2 separate regions of the Mus musculus genome follow, and region 1 is linked to region 2. The links are chromatin contacts, called in public Hi-C maps. All regions are on one chromosome and are shown on one strand. Each heading gives the region's core, a stretch centred on a gene start, on an enhancer-like site or on the middle of the called end of the contact. The rest is flanking DNA. Distances are from core to core; before and after follow the strand shown.

Region 1 (7,113 bases), core at 1,975-4,474, 150 kb after region 2:
AAAATGAGTTTAGGTGTTACAAATCACATTTCACCAGAACAGAAAATATCTGGTTTAGTCAGCCTTTACTGGAACTCAGCTATCTAAGTTAGCACTTTCAGGTCACTGGGCTGCCCATGAGACATGGGGCTGAATGACAAGGCTGTGAGTCACACGGACTTTCATCCCCCAGTCTTCCCTTTGAGAGAGGGCTGAATTGACAGTGAACACTTGAAGTCACCATGCAATGGGAACTAAAACCCAGGTCTCCAAACCCTGGCCCAGAGCTCCTGAGTCTCCCGGGCAGCCCTCTAGGTTTCAGCTTCATGCAGACTAAGGCAGACACTAAGGTGACGCTATCAAACAGTGGCCAAGAAGACACAGATGAAGATGAGTAAATGACTATCTCTCAATTATACACTGGGTGGCTGGCCATGAGCCACACACAGGGCAGCCGTGTGCCACACATCAGGTAACTGTGTGCCACACACGTGGATGGCTGTGTGCCACATATCGTGTAGCCGTGTGCCACTCAGGGATCTCTTACAGCGATTCACTTGTTTTCTGAAACTCGGTCTCACCATGTGGCCACATTTCTCTGAATCTCACCATGTTGACCCAGCTAGCCTGGCACAGCAGGGTTCTCTGTTCATCCAGGGTTAGGCTTAGAGTAGTGTGTCACCATGTCTGGCCCATGCACTGCCTCATGGTAAACATCAGAACTCACGGTGTCTGAAGAAGATAGTCTGAAAGGTTTAGAAGATTGCTTAAGATCACAAGATAGCAAAGGACCAGAGTCAGGATTTAACGCCGGGGATGTCCCAGAAACAAAGCAAACTGCGGTTAGAGGCGTAAAAGTGAAATTCTCTCCATAATTTACTTGCTTTTCCCAGCCTCCCCCTTACTGGAGGCTCCAAACAGCCTTCCTTCACACATAGAAAATATGTAGGAGAATGGTAACCCTAGCCTATTCCATGTGTCCCCATCCCACAGTGCCTCACGCCATGTTATCTCTGGCTGTGAAGTCCCTCTTCCATCGATGTTCTTATCTCCCCCATGGTCATGATCCATTCCCCTCAGCGCTTATGAAATGAAACGCTTACTCAGCTTCCCTGGAAGTCATTAGCACTTTCAGGAAGCCTTCCCGCAGGACCCAGTGTCCTCCAGGGCAGTTGATTTGTCGTCCTCTGTTACTGCCTGAACTTTAAAACCACCTATGTACACAATGATTAAATGCATGATTTAATTTTATACATTGAATTTTCACATTCAAATATTTATAAGCCACCACTTCTTCACGCAGAGAGAGAGGCCTGCAGGTATGTGCGGATACATGTGTGTGTGTGAGCAGGCAGAGGCCAGAAGTCACTGTTGAATGCCTTCCTTAGTCAACGTCCCACTTGATTTCTTGGGGCAAAGCCTCTCACACTGAACTCAGATTTCACCAGTTTGGCAAGATCAGCAAGTTCCCAAGTGTTCTCCTGCCTCTGCCTCCACAGCTGGGATTGCAGGCATGCATATTTATAACCAGCTGCTGTGGGGTTATGAGTGAGTGCTAGGGAGCTGACCTCATGCTTGCAGGACACACAGGCTACTACTGACTACGTTATCTCCCCAGCCAGCAGTATCTGGGGAAAGCTCCTGGACAGTTGGTTACCTACCATGCCTATCCTGTTAGCAATGTACTTGAGACGGTTGTCACAGAAATCCTCAACTGCTACTCAATGGGAACCTTCTGGGGGGCTCTTGTGCTGTGACTGCCACGTTCTGACTTTCACAGGAACTTTCTGCTTCAGCCTGTTCCAGCAAAGGAACAGTTCCTATAAAGAGCAACCTCTTGACCCTGCATCGTAAAGAAGTGTGCCTAACCAATATTGATAGATCATTCATGTACATAGATTTGAATTGTCTGCAGGATTTAAAAGGTCACTTGAACCCTCCTGGGGATGGTAGACATCTCCACTCTCTTTACGAGTCCCCTTCAAAGTGTGAGATTACATCTGTGGGGGTATAGAATAAATACATACACTATGGTTAAGGTTTTTGATGGCTGAGATGTAGGGTTTTTGTGAGGATTAATTGGGTGCAATCTTTCATCTGCGTCTATTCAGCGTGTGTACCGTATATGAGCTATGCATCCAAGGACAGCTGCCATCCTATTTACAGCCCCATCTAAAAACAGCAACATTAAATCCATCTTCCATCTCTCTGAGGTCTTTGCAAGCGCAGAATCAACTCAGATGTTCTGTTTTAGAGCAAAATACATGAGGTGTGAATGTGTGTAACAGTAAAAGACTAACAGGCAGGGATGCACGCTGGTGGAAGTGGCCACCGGGGCTTGATAAAACATCCCTGCCTTTCCTAGTTCAGGAAGAGGCGAGGAAAAGAAACTAGAGAAAAACATCAGGGGGCAAATTAAAAAGGTGGGTCGCAGTGCCCACCCACCCCCATGCAGAAGGCTCAGAACCCAAATATTGATTTTTCAGGCCTTTTGATGCTGGCTGTGGAGACTTGGGACTAGACTGAAAGACGAATGACTGAGGTATGAGCTAACAGACCTCCCAAACCCTGCTCTGCAGCCCAGACTTCTTCAGGGTGAGTTAAAAGTGATCTTTCAGGTTGAGAAAGAGGGGAAAGCTGTGTGTTGGTTATCTGTTGGAACACTGCACATGAAACCCTTTAACGCAAACTCATGTAAATTTGATGACTATTATCAGAAGAGGCAAAACTCTTGATTTTATAACCAAACTATGACTAATCCTTCTGACTGATCCGAACAATCCTAGAACATTCATTCCAGGCATCAATCTTCCACTCCATGTCTCTGAGATACACACTCCTGTTTCACCAAGCCTCAAGTCCACTTTTCAAAAGTCAGCGTGAAAATCAGACATAGCAAGAAAAGAGAAGGCTGCTTCGTTGCCAGGATGGATGATCAAATTTGCTCTTTAAAAAACAAATAAACAACGAGTTTGCTCATCAGGTATTAAGACTGTTATTAAGCAAGCCACCCTTCCAAACACATTGGGAAGCCCGTGGGAAAGTGCCACTTTGAATTGTAGCCACGGCACAGGACATTGGAAGGCTACCAAGGTTTAAACATAAATGCTATGAATTCCTAGCTGTGTGGCCTCAAGGAAAATGCGACCATTCTGTGCTTTATCCACATAGTGACAAGGAACAGCAAGACAGTGTGTGTCAAGTTACTAGGACATGGTATGCCATGTGACAGACAAATATTGCCGGCCTGGCTCTCAGTGAGTTAATGATTAAAAGTCAGCTTCTTTTTCCCCCCTCAGGTGGAAATGAGATGGCAGAGTTCTGTAAAAGCTTCTGCAATGGAAATAACAAAGAATGGTTTATTTACTCTACGCTAGAACCTGAGCAAGTTACTTTACCTAAGTGAAAATACGCATGCATGTGATGCTCATGTATGTGTATATATGTAAGTACGTACGTGCATGCACACACATAACCATGCATTTGCTATTATACGTGAGTACATCGCCCTCCAACTGAAAACTGGAGTCTGGTCACACGGTCTGTCTTCTGGATTGTGCAGGGTCCGAAAGAGATAAGCCCGCCGGTATGACTCTGCCAGCACATCCCTCTATATTATTGTATTTATAACAAAGTAAACAAAGTGAGACATGCATCAGGATAACATCTAATCACACAGATCATACGCGTGCCACAGTTTGTCAGAAGATGGCTTAATGAAGGGGTAGAAACGCAGACAAGACTGATGCTTGCTACTGGAATGTTCATCTATTCCATGAGTAACATTGCTGAGATTGAAATTACTGCTTGTCATATTTTCATATGTGAAATTTGAATTGAGAAAAAAAAATCAATGACAGACCCAGAGGTGAGCGTACTACTGTCATTTTGCTAAGTGGACATGGTATCAAACTGCTCTCTACATTCATATCCCTATACTATACAGGGTAGCTCTCTGGCCCCATCAGGGAAACCTGTTTGTGTAGCAGATGGTGGTGATTACTGCAGAGACTCACAATTCACGGAAGTATAGAGAATGACTGAGTATGTGGTGTGTGTGTGTGTGTGTGTGTGTGTGTGTGTGTGTGTGTGTGATGTGCTGTGGGTGGGTGGGGGTGCTTAGCCAGCACAGGGCCTCCACCAAGGCTCAGGGACCATCTGAGGAGACAGAAAGACTGAAATAGCTGGAGGTCAGGGAGGACCAGAGCAAAACATCGTCCTCTGGATGTGAGCAGGCAGCTGTACTCAGGGTCTCACAGCAGCTGTGGCTGTTGCACAAGAAGAGCAAGCCAGTAGATGCTAGCTGCAGTTCCATGCTAGAACTGCAGGGGGCCCTTGGATCCCTACTCCTAACTGAAGATCTGCGGACATTGCTGGCTGCTGGGACGGGAGAGCTGTTTTCTTTAAGGGTGTGGGTCCTGTTAGGCCTACCATGTTCCATTGACTGGCCCCACGTCCAGAAGTATATTGGCAGTGTAAGTTGGAGTGGATGGCTATTAAATTAAAAACAAAAAGGAAGGGGAAGGACATGGGGTGGTTCTTTGAGGGGTTAATTTGAGGGTTAATATGATTAAAATGTATAAAATTCTCTAACAAATACAAATATTTATTTTAAAAAAATCAGTGTGATTTCCCCCATTATCTGAACCCATTGGCAGATCTGTTAGTGTGTGTGTTACTCTGAAATTTGCATTATCATCAACCATTGAATTACTGAAGGGCATCTTCAAGGCTCAGTGTAGTATACACCAATAATCTGTTGAAACAAATGCCCAAAGTTGGAGAACTGACAATGTAGAAAGTGCACGTCTCTGAAAGAAATAGGATTCACAGTCTTTGTCGTCAGATGCCCAAAAGTCAAGTCTTTCTCATTATTAACCCTGAGCATTTGCTGACTGGTGGAGCTTCCAAAGAGTCTCTCTTCAAATGGTTATAAGGCACTTGAGTACTTATAAAACATGGCCCATCCACACCTTTATTATTGCTGAGACAATCGTGCATTTTCAAAACTAGCATAAAGATGTAACCACTGCCACATTATACTTAAGGAGATTCCAAATCCGTCTGTTTTTCTGGATGAGTATGCTTATTAAAGTTAAGCACATGGATAAAATTAAAATAAATATCAACTATATGAAATTAGAGTAAGATTAAAAACTATGGGAGACACTGCCCAGTTACCTTTTTGTGCTGAGGACAGGGCTATGTCATGTTGCCACCAACAAGTTGTAGGAGTTACAAAGTCCTTTTCCAGTATTTCAGTTTGCATTACTGAGAAATAACCAAGGAAGTCTTTGTGTGACTGCAGAGGGATCCGTCTTGCATGTAACTTATTTCCAGTGACAATCACAAAGTGAAACTGGATAAACATCGCCAGTGGCTGCCTTGCCTATGCCAAGACATCGAGCAGGATGGTGAAGCCTTGCTTCCGGTCAGCCTGCCAAAGTTCTGAGCTCAAGACCTCACCATGAAAAGTTGAAAATAGCCAACTGAATACATCAGAAGGTCCTTTATGTATGAGAGTGCCATAAAACTGTTATCATTTTATATTGGAATTAAATCAAAATTTGACTCTGTGATAGAAGAGAATGTCACAGTATACCCTGTGGTGTATAACTGGTGCTGTGTTTTGCGTGTGATGGAAGACTTTGGCCTCCACGTGGACGTGTTGGTTTGGGGAGTTGAAGCTGCTCGTGGAGCTGTGACTGAGTTATGAGTTTGCATGATTTCAACCTTCCCTCTTCTCTCTCTCCTGCCATCCCATTCTCCCCTCCTCCTTCCCTCCCCCCTGTCCCCTCCTCCTTCCCTCTTCTGCTCTCCCCTCCTCCTTCCCTTCCCCTCTCTCTTTCCTGTCCTTCCCTTATCCCTTCCTCTGGTTTTCTCTTTCTTTCTTCTTTTTCATGAGTCAGAATCTCTCGATTTTAGCTTCAAGCTGTCCTTCACCTCAGAGCTCCTGCCTCTCCCTCCCAAGTGCCAAGTTTACTAACTGGCTTGTATTTTTTTAATTCTTCTATAATGATTCAGATGGTGAGTGTTTAGAAATCCTTCTTGAAGATTACGCATGTGCTTCAAAATGGAAGAGTAAGTGAGAAACGCAGATCTCTGAGAACAGAACACTAAGCCACAAAACACAGAAGCAAACTGTTCTGGTATCAGTTTAAGGCACACCCAGCAGATAGCAGGGGTTGAGAACTGACCAGATGGTTCTCAGATGGTAAAAAATGAGCAATCACAAAGTTGGCAACTACCTGCCCACTCCTCAATCAATGTATCCTAGCCATATACACTACCCTCCTACTCCTTAATCAGTGTATCCTAGCTGTATACACTACCCTCCTACTCCTTAGTCAGTGTATCCTATTTGTATACAGTACCCTCCAACTCCTCAATCAGTGTATCCTAGCTGTATACATTACCTGCCCACTCCACAATCAGTGTATCCTAGCTGTATACATTACCTGCCCACTCTCTCTGCCAGTGTATCCTAGCTGTATACACTACCCTCCCAGTCCTCAATCAGTGTATCCTAGCTGTATACACTAGGATACCCGCCCACTCCTCACTTACCTGCTGTCAGGTAACTAAGGAGACTGCCATAGAAGCATAAGACTTGTTTTTAAGTAATTGATTTTGCTTAATAATGACTGCAGCATGCATGAAATATGATATTGATAACTTCGGCATTCTAAAGAGAAACCTTAAAGTGCATCTTCATGAAAGGATAAAATTCTTCCCATTTAATAAGGAAGGTTATAAAAATATTAGTGGAGGTTGCTAAACCTACAGCAAGTTATTGCTGCTAACTGTTTATTGTGTTTAACTTACAAATTAAATTCTATTACAGGTACTTCTGGATAGCCAAGGGAAACTGTGCCCACAGAGCTCAGAAAGAGCTACAGGTCCATGTGTCCACCTGGGTCCCAAGACATTCCCTGAGGATAAATTCTTACATATTTCTATGTAAGAAGAAATAGCTGAATATCCTAGTTGTATGCAAACCCTTGACTTGGACTAATCACATAATCGGAATGTATAAGGAATCCTTTAAAAAATAGTTGCCTGAAAACACAAGTTGGGTAACTCCTGTGTTTGTGTGTAGGTGGGTACATGTATGTGTTTGTATGTAGGTGGGGA
Region 2 (6,807 bases), core at 3,018-5,517:
GTTCCACCTTTGTTTTCTCCCCCTCTCCTGTCTGTCCTCTCTCCTTCTTCTTCTCCTCCTCCTATGCGCTTCCACTCTCCAAGACCTCCTATCCTAGCTTTGCCTTCAACTGTTCAATCATAGGTTCTAGCCTTTATTTGACCAGTTAAAATGAGGAAAAGATTCACCTGAGTGTATATATGATCAACTGCTCGTTGTGGGGGCAGCCCCCCTTGAGGAAGCAGAATTAATATCAGAATTCAAACAGCATCAGGGCAACCCACAACAGTTCCCCCTTTTTGTCCAATAAAAAGGCTCTTTTCTTTCTGATATAAATTGAGCACAGCCATAACAATTATGCAGTCATACATATAGTATGATATACTCTTAACATACAATCCATCATATTTGTCAATTTAGGTAAAGTACTTTACAATCTAACCTAACCTGACGAGTTTACAATTCTGTGCCTGATGTGTTCATGTGTAACTTTTATTCCCATCTGAAACATATCCTTACCAATCTAGATCATCTTCCTTAACGCTAAACAACTTAAGTGTGATTATGAGACTATAACTAGTCTTCAATCCCATCAGAGATCTGAGAAGAGATTAAATATTACCCGGATATGTAGGAATCACAAAGACACATCCTCCAAAACTATACCATTTGTAGAGAAAGCTGACTGCCTGGACGGACATCTAATCTCTTGGACGTTGGAACATCTGTCTTTTGTCTTCTGGCCCAGAACCATCTGACACACCTTAACTGAAACAGGAATTATGAAGGACTAGCTTACCCTGTATTGACAGAGCTTAGCAACTGACCATCCTAAATTGGTTTGTCCTTTTTGGACAGTATTTTTGTCTGCAGGGGCATTAGGGCAATTCTTTTTCCCGTAGCTACCTTGCCACAATCAAAGCAACTCTGTCTGGAATGGGTCTCTTAGCTGGAGAATAAGTCAGTTCAGTGCTAGATCTGCCCAATCTAGACACATAGCTTATAGATATAATAGCTGGATTGTGTGTTCTTATTTGGGCTGGAAATTATTGCAACAGGCCTATCAAGCATACTTTAGAACTAAGTATACTTCATTTTAATTAGCCTGTCGGGGTCATTTCACAGTTGCGGTCACTCACTCCTATTTCTGAGGTATTTGGTTATGGAAGTGATGAGAGAAAGAGGGAGAGAAAGGCTAGAAGAGGTTTTTAAAAATTCAATGATGCACACATCATATATAGATATTTAACTATTTCTTTAATGTTCTGACATTATAATTACATCATTTCCCTTCTCCCTCCTTCCATATATTCCTTTCTGCTCTCTTTCAAATTCATAGATTCTCTTTTCACTCATTGTTGTTAATTACATATATGCACATACATATATAAGAGGAAACCATGCCTGGTATAGGAAGCATAGCCAACTACAAAGGGCTCATGAATTCACAGTTCTTGGAGGAGAACCTACAAGCACCACGTCCCTAAAACAGCATAATTCTTAACTTCATTCTAAATACATGTCCTTATTTGTACCCACAGACAGGTGTAGTCCTCACCCTCATCAAGAAAATCTCTCTGTGCATTTATCTTTGAACACCTGAACACAAAAGTTCCCAACAAGGGGGTAACTGATTCCATTAAAGAACAAGAAAGGCTGTATAGAGATAGAAACTCTAGGAGGTGGTGAAGGGTTTAAACTGGTGGTTACATCATTAGGTCATGATCCTCATGAGCTCTGAAACCAGTGGCCCAGAAGGCAGGATCCAGAAGGAGGAATCCAGAAGGAGGTACCCAGAAGGCAGGATCCAGAAGGCGGGACCCAGAAGGCAGGACTCAGAATTTCTGTTTCACGCTGCACAACTGTTTAACTCTTACTATTTGTTCATAGTTCATGAATGACCAAGGCAAACTTAAATGCAGGCGATGCTGGGGAAATCTGCTGTGCAAATCACAACTGCCAAGCACAGCCTGGGAGGCCAGCATCCCCAGATTTACTACTGAACAACTCCAGAATAAACTCACAGGAGCACAGGAGCCTGTGGTCTTCCCAAGTACACTTCAAGTCCATGGAAAATGTTAAACAGCTTCAGTTCTTCTGGAGTTTTTCCTAAATACCAAACCAGAAAGGAGACTCTAGATAAGTCTAGAATCTGTATAAGAATTCACAGTCTGTATAAGAATACAAAACACTACGCAGAGACCACTACACTGATGCATGAAATTTTAAAAAGAATGTACAGTGTTGTTGTTGGTGTTGTTGTTGTTTTAAAGTGAAAGATGCAGGTTCATTCAAAGAAAGCCAGTGTGAGATGCAAAAGAGTGATTTTAAACGTGGAGGTGGTTCAGCTTGGCCCTGTCCCTTCAGTTGTCATTCTTAGGATCATTTCTCTGTCACTTTCAGTCCTAAAGAAAGATAGGACACCAAGCCTGGCCCATTCATATGAGTCTCTAAGGACTCTGCTCAGTGGTTCATATGTTATTTCTTTTGGTGCAAAGAGGCTCTTAATTATAAATAATTGCTGACAAACGCAGCCAGTCTTGAGCAGCTCTGATTAATCTGCTGACTCACTTTGTCATCTGACATTTTAAAAGTATCAAACTAACTCTTCTATTACTTCTAAGTCAACATTATTTTCAGTCGATGAGGAAATGGAAAGCCTTAGTCAAAGACCTGAGCATCAGCTGTCATTTTCCACTAGCGTTGTTAATGTGTTTCTCTCTGGGTTCCGAAATTCAAATGCACTAGTAAGGTTCCCCAGGTGAATTACATGCACAGAAGAGAAGGCTAATAATCTTATGTTAGTCCCAGATGAATACTATGTTTATGTGAAGCATGGAGACCTGCCAGCATTGTCAGATATGTTTATAATTTCCTGATGAGCCAAAAACATCATAAAGGGTGGAGCCCATTTGGTTTTAACATCCTCTTGGAATTTTCCCCATAGTATTTTTATTGAAGATGTTCTGTTGAGTTAGTAAGACTAAGCTGGAGGTCTATCAAAAGGAAATTTCCATCACAAGAAAAGATGATCCTTATAAAAGATCCTGAAAGGGGTTTGCAGCAATAGCTCCGCAGTTACTAGCACTGGCCGCTCTTCCAGAGGACGCCAACCAGTTCCCGGTTCCCACATGGTACCTAACAATAGAGATGCCATATGTAATCCCAGTTCCAGAGGGTCTGACACCCTCTTCTGGCCTCCTAGGGCACTGCACCTACATGATGCACAACACACACACACACACACACACACACACACACACACACACCATAAAATAAAAGCAAACCTTTAAAGATCCTGAAAGAAAGAGTAATAGAAGTTTTAAAGAAAGCCAGAAACACTATGCCGTACAGAAAATATCACACAAGTTAATACTTAAGGATCAAAAAATGCAGGTGCCTAGAATGGCCTCTGCAGACTGCATATCTCCAGAGGATTCTAGAAGGAACTGTGTGGCGAGGCAGGCACTTGCACAGTGTGCAGGATCAGGAGCCCGAGTGTGAACAACTGGCAGGGGAGTGCTCTCCGTTTTCAGATGACGACTGAGGTCTGCATTTCAGGAGGTCATTGGATAAAGCTGTGGTCTTTCAATCCCGTTAATTATTATGTTTTCAGAGTAATGAGCGTGTCACACTACAGGTGGGAGACCTTTTAAAATCGACATCAATCATATTCAGTATTTTGTTTTGGTGAGGCTTTTTTTTTTAAAGCACCACCCACATTAAAATGTAAAAGTGTACAGCTCAGAGGTCTCATTAACGTTGCACAATTTAGAGAGTGGATTTGTCAACAAAATAGCTCATTCTCAGAGGCCATTGAACACTGAAGGGATAAAATGCCTTAAAAAACAAAACAAAACAAAACAAAACAAAACTGTATATTGCAGGACAATCTTTGATTACCTAGAACTCACTTGACAATTTGCAATACATTGGTATTTTCCTTTTCAAGCCATAAAGCATTTTACGTTTCTGCATTAGGGTAACCAAAGGGCAGGCGTGGGCAGGGAGGCATGGTTGGGGGTGGGGCGGTGGCACGGGGGTGAGGCTGTGGCATGGGTGGTATGTGATTAAAACAAAGGGGTCGCTTTGCAGGTAGAAGAAAAAGAGATCGAAAACACCAGTAACCCCAAAGAATCACAAATCATTAACTGGCTTTAGTGGTTAAAGCAAATAACTGTAAATGTCATGACTATTGAAAGAATTCAAACTCTAGAGGAGATGAGAAAACAGGCCTGGCCAACGGTGTGGCTGGCCGCCTTCCCCATCCTCCTCCACAAACACTGGGTTTGAAGTACCTGTGGGAAACTACATTTTCCTGTTGTTTGCGGTGGCCTGTGTCTGCAGGCTGTTGTTCAACTCAGGCTTTTTCTGACTGCTGTTAATTTGTTGAAAAGGGTGTTTTAACATGAAGCATTTTAAACATGCATAAATAAAATATCCATCATTTTCTACGTCTCAAATTCTTTCGCTCCCAGTCAATCTTGTGGCAGCGTCTCACAGCCTTTATCACATTCCTTTGACAAAAAGCCTACTGGGAAGAATGCTTAGTTTATTTTATCATGTTTCATTCTCAGTGTGCAAAATTTTACAAGTATCTGGAACTATTAACCTAATTTTGAAATGCAGATTAGCTTAATTTTCAATACTTACAACACACATCTCCTACCTAAAATATGTGTTACCACTAGGGAAATAAATTTTAAAATCATTTACACAGTGATTTTGAAGTTTGTTAACGTCCTTACAGTGAAACTCAAGCTAACCCTACCAGGGCCTACCTTGGTGAGAAATATACCTGAATCAGCTTTTCTTCTACCCCTACCATCTCACTCCCACCTCGACCACAGCCATTGGTTTATCTTCAAGGCCACTCCCACCTCAACCACAGCCATTGGTTGATCTTCAAGGCCACCCCCACCTTGACCACAGCCATTGGTTTATCTTCAAGGCCACTCCCACCTCGACCACAGCCATTGGTTGATCTTCAAGGCCACCCCCACCTTGACCACAGCCATTGGTTGATCTTCAAGGCCACTCCTACCTTGACCACAGCCATTGGTTGATCTTCAAGGCCACTCCCACCTCAACCATAGCCATTCGTTGATTTTCAAGGCCTCTCCCACCTCGACCATAGCCATTGGTTGATCTTCAAGGCCACTCCCACCTCAGTTCACAGAGTTTTCTCCTGCTTTTCTTTAGAGTTTCACAATCTACAATGCTTTCTTGAACAGTATACTTTGATTGCTCTAGGATCATCTTGGATATACTCTCATGAATCTTGCATTTTTCCCTTAACCAATATTAATTATACTAATATTTTTACTTTTACCCCATTTAGATTTTGTTGGGTGACATCTGTGATTGTCTATCTTGGCAATTATTTAGGAAGTAGAAGCATTCTCCTGTGTAATATTCTTTATTATTATTATTATCATGTGTGTACGTGCACACATGTGAGCATGTGTGTATGTGTGTGTGGTGTTTATTCGCCTGTATATGTGTGTTGGCATTCATGTGTCAGATTTGATAGGCGTACATAGCCCTGCGACACTAAGAGAAGATATTGGGTAATCTCCTCAATGACTCCCCATTTGTGTTTATTGATGAACCCAGAGCTTCCCTGGAGACCCCATCTCTGCCTCTGAAGTTACAAGTGGCCACCATGCCTGCCTAGCTTTTAATATGGTTTCTGGGGATCTGAACTCCAGACCTAACACTTGCAAGGCAAGTACTTTATCAATGAAGCCATCCCCTTGCCCCAAAACACTTTTTCATAGCTGGAAATTTATCTAAAGTGACATTGGATTTCTTTCCTTGCCGGCTGCATGCTGGGCTGTATCAAATGTGGATCCTTGAGTCATGGTCGGTAACTAACTGTAGGTACTTTGTAAGTTAAGCCTGCCTCCCCTTGCTCTCTTCTTTGATTCTTTTCAAGACATTTCTGACAAATGAAAAGTAAAGCAGGCTGTGTGTGGCCTCTTTGGCTTCGTGGATCTACCTCAGATTATTCTCTTAGAGTCTTGGATAGCAGACTTAGTGTTTTGCCTCTTATACTCAGGTTCTGAACAAGCAAAAATTGACATCTTAAAGAGACAGGTTATCACTAAATTGCCCAGGCTGCCTTGAACTCTTGGCTCAAGAGATTCTCCTAACTCGGCCTCTCGGGTTTCTGACCTTAAGGACCCAGGCAACGATACTGACATTTGTCTGCACGGTAGAAGGCAGAAGCCACTGTTGGTTTCCAAAATGCATGCTAAATGTTCACAGTTAACATGTCACTCATATAGCCTTGGAATCTTAAACTTATCATAAACTTTTATTTCTACGTGACTGGCTCTTTCCATCTATAAATGTAGTCTATCTCACCACTCACATTGGCTTTGGAAAACATTATACCAACAGGCTGGAGGGATAGCTCAGTGGTTAAGGGTGCTTAAAATGATGACTAGAGTTCGGATCGCAGACAACCTGCGCACCCTGCAAAGGGCTGAACCTCCAGATCCAACAGATTCAGTTTCCTCTTCTGAACTTTGGGTGGTCCCAATAAAACAAAACCTTAAACAGGGAAATAATCATACTATATATCTCGTAGTACTAGGAACATAACAACTGTTACTCACATACAAACATACAGTTAGTTCTGTGACTATATGCATCCGCCTTGGCTAACTTTTAGATTAACACATCATTTGCCAGCAGCGGCAATCCTAAGGTGTTTGTCACGTTTTACTTTATTGGCTATAATTTCCACAAATAATAATAATGATAATAACAGTGAATAGTAAGGCGATTGCAAGGAGTCACTCCGTGTTTTTGATCACTAAA

Evidence for each region. Hi-C and Micro-C count contacts between places; a contact is called where the count stands out from the background.
Region 1: a contact with region 2 is called in a Hi-C map of liver, with 4 times the contacts expected there. The contact joins two enhancer-like sites. A contact is called at or near these places in 4 of 484 Hi-C or Micro-C datasets (embryonic fibroblasts and liver) and 2 of 115 datasets of contacts at active chromatin or transcription factors (CD8 T cells and neural progenitor cells).

Annotation. Positions count from the first base shown.
Region 1 is chr6:144,640,612-144,647,724 of GRCm38.p6, forward strand. It overlaps a transcript of Sox5 not described here. Among named protein-coding and RNA genes, the nearest start is that of Sox5os3, 29 kb to the right of the region's middle. Within about 2 kb of position 3,225, at least 15 of the 459 cell types and tissues checked have an H3K27ac peak or open chromatin away from gene starts, as enhancers often do. A contact at or near this core is called in liver, where this site is marked.
Region 2 is chr6:144,487,949-144,494,755 of GRCm38.p6, forward strand. It overlaps a transcript of Sox5 not described here. Among named protein-coding and RNA genes, the nearest start is that of Sox5os3, 180 kb to the right of the region's middle. Within about 2 kb of position 4,268, at least 7 of the 459 cell types and tissues checked have an H3K27ac peak or open chromatin away from gene starts, as enhancers often do. A contact at or near this core is called in liver, where this site is marked.